Regions from separate parts of the Hordeum vulgare genome. Here region 1 is linked to region 2. The links are chromatin contacts, called in public HiChIP or PLAC-seq maps. All regions are on one chromosome and are shown on one strand. Each heading gives the region's core, a stretch centred on a gene start, on an enhancer-like site or on the middle of the called end of the contact. The rest is flanking DNA. Distances are from core to core; before and after follow the strand shown. Region 1 holds the start of LOC123416815 (F-box protein At5g03100-like). Region 2 holds the start of LOC123401346 (probable indole-3-pyruvate monooxygenase YUCCA11).

Region 1 (5,575 bases), core at 2,914-5,413, 230 kb before region 2:
GGTGTTGATGTGATGTTTGTTTGGTATTAGGCTCGGACATTCGACACCCATTCATCACGGGGATAGGAGTAGCGACCGATGTTGCCAAGATGATGGATTCAGGCTTACTAATGTATTGCCTTGTAAGGGCTTTATGAATAATTAATAAAATGAGTGCATGCATCGCCGAGATGCAGAGGCTGGGGGTACATCCACCTTTTCAGAAGAAAAAGAAGATTTCCTTGTTGGGTAGGAGGGGAGCAAAACATTGGATTTCAATAATGCTGCGAGAGTAGACTTTTATTTCTGAGATTTTTGCTCGCTGGTAACTTGTTTAAACTCCTTTCTTAATCAATGAGATAAGGCAAAACTTTTGCCTCCACTTTAAAAAATAATACTGGACTGGATACTGCATTAGGACCAGCAGTAGGCATGATGTCAAAAAGGCAACGCAACTTCATGAATTTCTCTTAACTTCTGAACTGGAGAAGGTGTAAGTAAAATGCAAAAACAACAAAAACTGACAATGAGTCCACCTATGATTGACCTTTATGAGCTTTGTTTCTCATTCAAGAATCAATGGTTTAAGAAAGCGATTTAACAGAGTGCATAGTGATATCACAAGAACGTCAGACTCAAAAGTTAAGAATCTTCCCGCAGTCTAGAGAAAAGTATTTTCCTTTATTCCAATGCTACATTATACAGTACAACAGTAGAGTGAACAAGTGTCTGTTCAGTTCATATCTATAACACTCATTGCTCACGCGTAGCAGGCAGCCAATGTAAACAGACACAAAATAAACCTGTACTTGAATATTCCTTTGTCCCAAAATACAAGATATTTTGTTAGGCTAAAAGAGCCTACCAAAACATATTATATTTTGGGATGGAGGTATTGCAAAAATGCATAATTTGAAGTACTCCCTCCGTCCCACAATAACTGTCTTAAGCTTAGTACAAATTTGTACTAGAGCTAGTATAAAGTTGAGACACTTATTTTGGGACGGAGGGAGTAAAACAATAACAAATTATATGTGTATATCGTAGGCATAAAAACGGCTCAGTTCACAAAATAAGCCTTACCTTACGGGCGACACAGCTTGTGGAGGGGCGGCATGAGATGGGGGCATCAGGGGCACAATTCAACGGCTCAGTTCACAAAATAAGCCTTACCTTACGGGCGACACAGCTTGTGGAGGGGCGGCATGAGATGGGGGCATCAGGGGCACAATTCAAGGATAAGGGAGCAAATAGACCAGTTCACGGCCTTGACCAATGTGCTGTTTAGAATCTCTTCAGAAACATTATTTTCTGACGATTAGAGACCAGTTTGTATCTCTAAATTTGCAGCCATGCCATTACTGTCTACTGAATGAATGAAGTCCTGGAGTTTTCATAAAAAATGAAAAAAATTAAGCTGTGCCCAGACGTTGATATGTATTGGTGTATGTGACAGACATTACTTTTTAGACACACCTGCTGACGAAATTACAAGAAGGTGATTCTACATGTTTAAAATGAAATTGGTTCTCTCTGAATGCAGAAGGATAATGTATCCCACCTATTACATAAGTAGAAAATTCTTGATTTGAGTATGACAAGGAATCGAAAATCTACTAGGTTCTTAAACTACAACACTAGAAATATTTGATAATTTTTTAAGTGTATGAGCAGGAGGAATGAGTATCAAAAATTCAAGATGCAGTTGCTCTGCTGCAGGATTTGACGAACATAAAATATTCAAAGCACTAGCACTGAACATATTGATTTTCCAACTTTTTCAAAGTTCTCGCTGTTTGGACCTCCAATACGAAGAAATGCAATAATATGTGTGCCAAATACTTCTTCAAATCAAAAATGGAGATTAATTTTGCAAGTAAGTTGGTATAATAGAGAATGAAGTATTGTCTCAGTCCCGAATTACTTGTCTTAGATTTGTTTAAATACAGATTTTTAGTATCTAGATACATCCGTATCTAGATAAATCTAAGACAAGTAATTCAGGACGAAGGTAGTGTATCAACCAACATACGTCCCATTAGGCCTTTTCTTTGAGCATCACAGGCCAAGTATTGCATACAGGATACTCATGCAGTAGATTTAATATCCCAAATCACTAGGGAGCAAATAGGGATTTTAAAAACAAACGCCCCATCATTTCTCGTAAACTATGTGAACTTTTACTCCTTCACCTTGTTACTGAAAGCATAAGCTATGATTCTCACACACAAAAAAAGACTTAAGTTACTTTCTAAATTTTTTGGAAGAACAATATTCTTCCCCCCCCCCCCCCCCCTCCCCAAACAAAACAATATTTCAAAGCCATACATTAATTTCTGAATCAAAATGAACAACTAGGTTGCGATCATTCGCAATTTAGAATGCCAAAGACATGCCACATCTCAATAACATGACAAGTAAAATAGTTGATCTCTAAAGCATTACACACAAGTCACAAAGTGCCATGTTTCCAGCTCTGCAGAGTGACAAGACATGCCAGAAAACTAAGGGGCACAATAATCTAGTCAACCTTGTCCACAATGTCCACAAACAAGGTCACTGGAGGTATCCGTCAAGAACAGAATATTGTCAAAAGGTTGGCACCATCAGCAGCTGTAAATTTAAGTTGAGCATTTGGAGAAGACCTGCTATCAACATGTAGCTGGCTGTGTTGATCAGCTACCCATTCCTCAGTATATTGGTCCTTGACACGAAATCTCATTAACTCGAGCACTTTACCATTCAGGAGAAAGAACTTGGCAAAGTTGACATCTGATCTGCTGCCAACATAAAACTTCAACTCTACTTCTCTGAGATGATCGAGGCATTCAATAGGATCTTGTGCTTGAAGATGATGCACATTCTCCATATCATTTCCTGGACATGACTGAAAGAAAATAATAAAGACAGTTACACAATAGAAAAACTGACCTCCACCTGACAAGTAAAACAAGGATTTATTCATCGGAAAACGTATGAAATGACCATGAAGCTATTTTTAACACTAAAAACTATCAAAGAAAGAAGAGTTACCATAATGTAGAGCTTCTCTAAGCAAGGAAATGTTTTGAGGAAGACTATAGCTGCATCAAGATTAGGGCCACTGGACGTGAGATACAAAACCTTGACGCTGCGCATCAGTGCTTTCAAGTTGCCAGCAACCATTCCCTAATAACAGAGAAGGCATAACACATACAAGAGGGTTAGAAAGAGCCCTCCTACTAATATGATGCCTAATACTGAATCTTAGATTAGATGGCCACAGCTACCTCAGAAATTGTAGACCCAAGCTTGAGTTTAGTAAAATCATCTGTTATGGAGCCAAGGATCTCAAGTTTTGGTGCCTCGATTAGCCAGATGGTTGTGTCTGGATGAGGGTTAGTTCTGATCAACCTTTCTAGCCTGGGGGCACTTTCTATGACTAGTTGATAGCCATGCCGACCTCCGTTTGTGCCGATTCTCTTGAGAGTTGCTGAATTGATGAGCAGGTAGAAGAAGCCGTGGCACCTGTTCAGCAGCAAGCTCTGGAGGACAGGGCAGCCAGCGAGCAGGCGGTAGAGGGTGCCCTCCCGTATGGAAATGGATCTCATGGTGAGCTTCTCAAGGCAAGGGAAGTTAAACGACGGCTGCGCGTAGTCCACAAAGAACCTGCAACTGCCGAATCTGGCCACGCGCAGGGTGGTCGCGAAGCGGAGAACGGACAGCGGCATCGGAGCATCGTACCGAGGGAGCCAGAGGTCGATCTCCTGGAGATCTCGGAGAGCGGGGGAGGTGAGCCAGGCGTCGGGGTCGGTGATTTGGAGGCAGGCGGTTAGGAAGCGGCGCGCGGGGCCCGGGTGCTCGGAGAGGATCTTGGACACGGCGGCGGCGCGGTCGCGGCCGCAGCCGTCGATGTGGGAGATGTCGAGGTTGAGCGGGGAGGAGCGCCACAGGGGGCGCCAGCGGCGGGAGAGGGATGTGGTGCGCACGGCGTCGTCGATGGGGAGGAGAGATATGATTATGCTGAGGATCTCACCGGGGAGAGAGCTAATCAGATCGATTTCCTGCAGATCCGGCGCCGTCTTGGCTATAGGAAGCGTCGCCGACGCCGACGCCGACGCCATGGTCTGGCTGGGTGGGGGAGCTCGAGAGACGGCCGAGGCCCGAGGAGTGAGTGACAAGCCTGTTCTGAACCTCTCCAAACGTCACGAAATCTGCAAATCTGGCTTCTCCAACAGAGGGACGCTACATAGACAGTTTTTATGAAAATTTATGGGAAGGATTAAGTGGGTTAAGATGATTGGAAGAAATAAGGACGAGGAGGCCCACACCTTCTTAAAATCAGGGGACGGTGGAGATCATCTAACGAAGGAGTCCGTAAACCCCCGTGTTACTCCGTATGTTTAGAATTTTCCTCTCCAACAGGCTTGTTGGGCGCCCCTTGGGCTGGCCCAGTTCGGCTCCTGCCTATCTACAGAGGCACTACAATGGGCTGGGCTGCAGGACGTGGTGTTACTTTGGGTTCAAAACATGTACAGTTTGTTTTTTCATAGGAGCTATTGCTGCGATTTTTACTGTACAAAGAGCTGGCAATTCCTATTTCACGCTAACGACGCTAGTTAATGTAGGGAACGTTGCATGCGAAACAAAAAAATCCTATGCACATGAAGACCTACCATGGTGATGTTCATCTACGAGAGGGAGATCGGATCCACATACCCTTGTAGATCGCTAAGCGGGAAGCGTTAAGAAACGCGGTTGATGTAATGGTACAGCTTTGTGATTCAAATCACCGTCGTCCCACGATCCGTCCCACGATCTAGCACCGAACGGACGGCACCTCCGCGTTCAGCACACGTACAGCTCGATGACGATCTCCGCCTTCTTGATCCAGCAAGAGAGACGGGGAAGTATATGAGTTCTCCAACAGCATGACGGCACGCCGGTGATGGTGATGGTCTATTCCTGCAAAAGGCTCCATCCGAGCTTCGCAGAAATCCGATCTAGAGGAAGAACTACGTGGTATAGGTTTGAGTTCCACGTGACAAAGTTGTGTCTCAAAAGCCCTAAAACCACCAATATATATAGGAGGAGGTGATACGTCTCCAACGTATCTATAATTTTTGATGGTTCCATGCTATTATCATGTCAACTTTGGATGTTTTACATGCATGATTATGCTATTTTTGGGACTAACCTATTAACTCAGTGTCAAGTGCCAGTTTCTGTTTTTTTCATGTTTTTGACCTTTTTCAGAGAAGAATATTAAACGGAGTCCAAACGGAATAAAACGTGCGGGATGTTTTTCCATAACAGAAGACACGCAGGGACTTAAGAACCAAGGCAGGAGACCTCGGGGGAGATCACAAGCCCCCTAGCCGCGGCCTGGGGGGCGCGCCTGGCAGGCTTGTGGGCCCCACATGGCTCCTTTGCCCTACCTCTTTTGCCTATAAATTCTTTAAAATCCCGAAACCAAAGAAGGGAGCCACGAAAATACTTTTCCGCCGCCGCAAGCTTCTGTCTCCGCAAGATCCCATCTGGGACCGTTCTGGTGCCCCGCCGGAGGGGGATTCGAACACGGAGGGCTTCTTCATCAACACCATTGCCTCTCCGATGA
Region 2 (5,773 bases), core at 1,266-3,765:
GGCCACTGGCTTGTGTGCGTCGGTATGCTATATAAAGTGTATTCGGCTGTGAAGCGGTGAGGGAAGCAGCAAAATGTAGTCTCTTGTTTTCATCAAGGAGGAGAGCCTCTCGTGCAAAGCAGCGCTGATTTTTTTCCATGGTATATGTGTATGTGTATGTCTGTGTGTTCTTGAGAGAAGATAGACAGAACTAATAGAGAGTTGTGTGAGGCAGCTCAAGGAAGAAGAAGAGCGACCCTGCAAGGAGGTGGCGCCAACACTTACACCATCTAGAACCGGAACATCCAAATCATCATCTTACGTCCACGACGCCGAGGCCAACCCAGCCACTACCCAGACAGGAGAGTGAATTAAGAGAAAAGGCATCCAACTTTCATCATATATGACCGGCTGCCCGCAAATCCCCATATCTATACAAAATATGGGAAGGATATGAGGATGTCCGAGCAGCCCTCCACATAGGATGCGGCACATGCCGGACCATATTTTTTTTCTTTCTTTATTCTTTCTTATGTATATATATCTTTCTCTCTCTCTTCATTAATCATATGCACTTGACAGGACAATTTGAGAACAAAGTAGGGGACATGGTTGCATGCATACATGCATAAATGCAAGCTCAAAACGGACGCGCTCGGTCACTAACAGGGCGTGCCCGTGGGTGTTTGGAGATCGAACTTAGACAATTGTGGTTGTAGATGCCTTATCCCCAAAAATGATGTGCATTGCTATATCTCACTTTCTGTTACTCTGATTATTCTCTTACTTATGATCATGCATTACTTTTGTATTGTTTCCTTCCTTATTTGTATGAGGTGGTGGAGGCTAGAGAGGAAGACACACCAACCATCATGATGACAACAAGTATAGATTTCACTTTAATTGCAACAAATGAACATATAAAAAATCTGAAGAAACATTCAATTATTCGAGAAAAAATTGAACTTGGAGAAAATCTAGCATTGTTTGTGACAGTACAACACTATAGTGATAATACTCTATCAAACTATAGTGTATTAACATCCCATCAAACCTCGTATGGATATTGTAGGGACCAATATCTAACACTCTCCTCCTAGTGAAGATATATAAAAGTCAACTCAGTCGGACATAGAGTCTCTAATGTCACTGGCAATGTTCTTCGCATCTATGGCAATACCGAGCAATCCCATCCTTGCTAGCCCAACACAATATACCCCGTTTCCACCTTTCCAGTGATTAGGGAATTTCTTCTTTGGCAGGCCCTCGCTATTCAACATGTCCTCGCCATTCTGCACATGCAAACCTTGCTCATGTTAGAACATATAACACATCTTGCATCTAGAGAAATTGCACTAGGGAAATTCAAATATCTATTTTGTATTGCCTTGAGCCACATATTTGACGTGCTTTTGTATCCAGTTGCAAACACGATTGCATCAAAGGAGCCTTCATTCCCACCTTGAAATTCAATTGTTTTGCCTTTGATCTTAGTAATCCTTCCTTGAACCTAAAAGAAATCAAAAATAAGAACTTGGCACATGAAGCTAATTTTAATATATTATGAATGGCATCATACTGGACATGCGCACTTTAATCTTTCTTTCCTTAATTAACCCAACGGTGCCAACGTCAATTACTGCTGATCGGCCGATTTCTGACTTGAGGACAAACGGGCCCTTTTTGGGTCTCGTGATGCCATGCCTAGATAGGTCCCCAAATTTGAAATTTGACACCATCACAAGAAGATCATCTACCATCTTCATTGGAAGATAACGGACTAGTGTCATACCTAATCTAATTAATTCCTTTGTCATTACATGAATCTGCATCCACAAAAGGAGTCATGCATCTTTTCAACATGCGAGATAAAGTGCGGTATATAAAGTAAATATAAAAAGAAAGTCACATGTAGTACACATACCGGGCTTCGTACAACTATAGAAGTGTTGGCATCATGCGAAGCAAGGTCATAAGCGATCTCCATCCCAGAGTTGCCAGATCCAATGACCAAGACGTTCCTACCACAGTAGGTGATGCCAGACTTGTAACTTGATGAGTGGATGACCACACCGGGAAAGGTTTCTAGTCCAGGAACTGTTGGAATATGTTCTGCACTATTCTCACCACTTGCTACAACAAGAAACTTCGCCATGTAATTGACTATTCTGCATTTCACCTTGTCACGCGCTATGACGGACCAACACTTCCCATCAATGTCATATGTGGCTGACTCAACAACAGTAAGATACCTTGGTTGAATATCGAAACACTCAATGTAGTCATCTAAGTACTTGATGAAAGTATTTTTTGGTATGTATGTTGGGGCATCTACTGGGTACGACATGTGCGGCAACTCACAAAACTCCTTTGCAAGATGTATCTTGAGACGATCATATGTGCGGTTGCGCCATAGGGATGCACTGCAATTTTCACGCTCGAGGATAACAAATGGAATACAAAATTGGGTAAGACATGCCGCAGTCGCGAGGCCTGCAGGACCCGCTCCAACAATCAGAACTTCGACCTCCTCCATAGCCACAACAAATAGAGTATGTGGAGGTGTGGGATTGTACGTAAGTAGGCTGCTGGCTCTACAATGTCTAGAGATATAGTGTGCTTGCTTGATGGAATGTTAGGATGAGCAATCACAATGATACACACACATATATATACACTCGTAACTTTCACATATAATTTTATTTATAAACATGCTTAAATTATGAAATGCAAAATGATAAAGTCTGGTGCGTATTAACTTTGTATGTTCTACCCCCTACAAAAATTAGAACATTATAAATGTCATATTTGTTGTGAGAAGCTTATCTAGATACATAATGGCATGGAACCCAATCCCAGTCAGATGCATTCCTCACCAAAATTCCTAGTAAGATTCAAATATATTTAGGCTATAATATATTGAAAGTTTTAATTACCATGAGTACAAATTCGAATGAAATATGGATAGTCTTGGATTTTTTTGTAATATTACTTTCCTTTTGTATGTGAGCTTTGCCAAACTTTTAAACTGCCATGAGTACAAATTTCAATAAATATTAGGATGTGTCCAAACTAGCAAGAATTTAAACATTCTTCTTTCGTTTTTCATGTAATCATTAATGCAAATCTCAGCATGATAAGGATATGATTCGGTTTTTGAACAGGCAGTTAACGGTACAAATCTTATTTGACTATACCCTCTAACTTTATAGGTGGTAAAGACCTACCTCCTTAGTCTCTCAAGTGGAATACCCACAGGCGACCTTAGCTATAGGTTTAGGTCAGTCGGTTGTGCTTAATATCATTCTAGGCCACATCTCTCGTATGAGCAAAAAAGAAGAAAAAAAAGTGATTTCCTTTGCAAAAAGAAAACTCATCACCTATTGTGAATAAACATATTAACACCTGGAAAATCATGGTAATAAACTACACTAAAATGTGTGAAATCTTAATCTTAGAGATGCGCTACTTACCCCGGTTGCACAATCGAGACACAAGAACTACACATTTATTATATTTTCTAATATGCTTTGCAAAATGTGCTATTAGTCCTTTCAAAAAATAAGAAACTGGATTTTATGCCTCCAGAACTTATCTATTTTTTTGGTAATGTTCATGCTATATTCGTATGATTTATACATGGTTCAAGAACGTTTTAAAAAAAAATTATTGGGATAATATATTAATCCTATGACAGAAGTCACATGTTGTTTTTGTGCCGGAAGACATGACTAAGGGATCCACCGGGTTCCAGATGGGCCAGGGGTGTAGCTAAAGGCCCACACACACCCTACACGTGCTAAGCTTGTGGCACAATAGAGGTGCTTATGGGGCCGACAGAGGTCCCCTGGTTTATTTTGGCCGCTTCCTAAAATATGACAAAACAAATCAAATCAGGCATCGTTAATAAAGACAAAAGGAATTGAATAAAACCCTCAAATAAGTATGTGTAATATTAAACATTCGGATGTGTGACTTATCACAATTGCACATTCCTAATAAAAGAGTTGCACATATATCATTTATGCAATTGTAGTTTCTGCAACGTTCAGCTGGTCCAAAAAGTTGTCACATAAATGTAACAAGAATATTTATATTACTGTAAAGTAAATTTTGAGGCTTATTATAATATGAAAAGGAAACGTAATACAACAAAATAATAATGAAAAAACTTCGAATAAGTGCATGCAATCTTAATCTAGCACCAGAGTTGTGCATATATTATTTGTGTGACCATGGTATTTAGAATGTGTTACCGGTGAAAACAATAGGCTGCCAAATAAAATGAGATTGGAAGTTTCTAGTGCTATAAATTTTATTTATCGGTTACTTATAACTAAAAAGTTATTGCTAAACGTAGACTAATAAAATACGTGAATGATCGATTGAAATAACAGAACATTCATACTTAAAAGTAGCCGTAACACACTCATATAAATTTACTTAAACATTTTAAAAACAAAATTGAGGATGAACATTTTTTTAACTGGACATAGAAAGAGCTAAAATAAACAAATACACAAGGAAATCATTGGATTGGAAAAAACGTGTACGCTTAAACATATAAAAAAGGATAAATTTACTAACAAAATAAATAATAAAAACAATGATCTACACAGGATAGAATGAATGCCTTTAGTATAGTAAAGCTACAGAAAAAATAAATATAAATGAAGGGGAAAATATAGAATAAAAAGATTCAAAAGTATGTGAAAGGTTTTTAAAGTAACTGAGCATGGAGTTAAACTATTGTATTTGCTCTACATTCTTATCTAGTTGGATATGCACACAAATCTAAACTTAAAAAAAGATGGAAAATGCTATACGGTGTATATATAAATGCAATCCTAACACTCGAGAAAAGCAGTTTGTTGTTTGGTTGATACAAACATAACATATGCTTTCAGAAGGTCACGGATTTGGTTCGTGATAGGAAAAGCGAAAGGCAAAATCCGCACGAACCCCCCTCTTACATTAGACGGCTACATTGTTGATCAAAAGTTTACGATTTCTTGCATGACCGAGAATTACCAAATCTGATTTTTTTTATAGAATATATAATGTCTCCTTCTCCCTATATAGTGTGTAACATATTCAATCACTACAACATGACCCCTCTTATAGCAACACTCTTTTCCGTATCTAAAAGTTCATATATACGTTGATAGTGTCTTTACCAACGGTTTGGAAAGCGTAGCCTTATCTAATGTTGCTAGCGTATAATGTGACGCTTATACTGTCGCTCCTACTACGCATAAAACCTACTTCTACAACACCTTTATATATTGGTGCTTAATGTACAGGAGTCCAAATCCTAGACAATATAGAATTTGAAACCGATGCTTCATCAAATAAATTAATACTCCAAATAATGGTGTTAATTATTTACAACAAGTGATGGAGAAAATAAGAGAATACTCATCAATTAAATTAATGCTCCACGTAATGAAGATAATTATGTACATCAAGTGATGAAAAAAAGAGAATATACTAACAAGAAGAAGAAATCATATATGAACGGAATATATGCACAATATAAAGAAATCATATATTGGATAAAACTATTGGATTACAATATTGGATATTACAGGAGGAACATCATCCAAATGTGATGTACATCTAAATATTTTATTGACAACAACTTAGAATGAAAGCATCCATGAACATCCCTATTAGTTAACTACAACTTAACCGAGAAACAACATCCAATAGGAATAACATCCCTACAACTTAACTAAAATCGAAGCATCCGTCGTCGTCATCATGAAGCCGGAACATGATCATTATTGCAATA

What was found. HiChIP or PLAC-seq counts read pairs in DNA pulled down with a chosen protein or histone mark.
Region 1: a contact with region 2 is called in an H3K4me3 HiChIP or PLAC-seq map of embryo, with 7 times the contacts expected there. The contact joins the promoter of LOC123416815 here to the promoter of LOC123401346 in region 2. A contact is called at or near these places in 1 of 6 Hi-C or Micro-C datasets (seedling) and 1 of 1 datasets of contacts at active chromatin or transcription factors (embryo).

The regions. Positions count from the first base shown.
Region 1 is chr1H:482,577,233-482,582,807 of MorexV3_pseudomolecules_assembly, reverse strand. LOC123416815 (F-box protein At5g03100-like) reads right to left here and starts at 4,163. Exons shown (of 3, transcript XM_045106817.1): 1 at 3,249-4,163; 2 at 3,013-3,147; 3 at 2,294-2,866. The coding sequence starts at 4,082. The coding sequence ends at 2,552.
Region 2 is chr1H:482,342,963-482,348,735 of MorexV3_pseudomolecules_assembly, reverse strand. LOC123401346 (probable indole-3-pyruvate monooxygenase YUCCA11) reads right to left here and starts at 2,515. Exons shown (of 6, transcript XM_045095133.1): 1 at 2,335-2,515; 2 at 1,904-2,013; 3 at 1,572-1,805; 4 at 1,367-1,489; 5 at 1,111-1,271. The coding sequence starts at 2,515.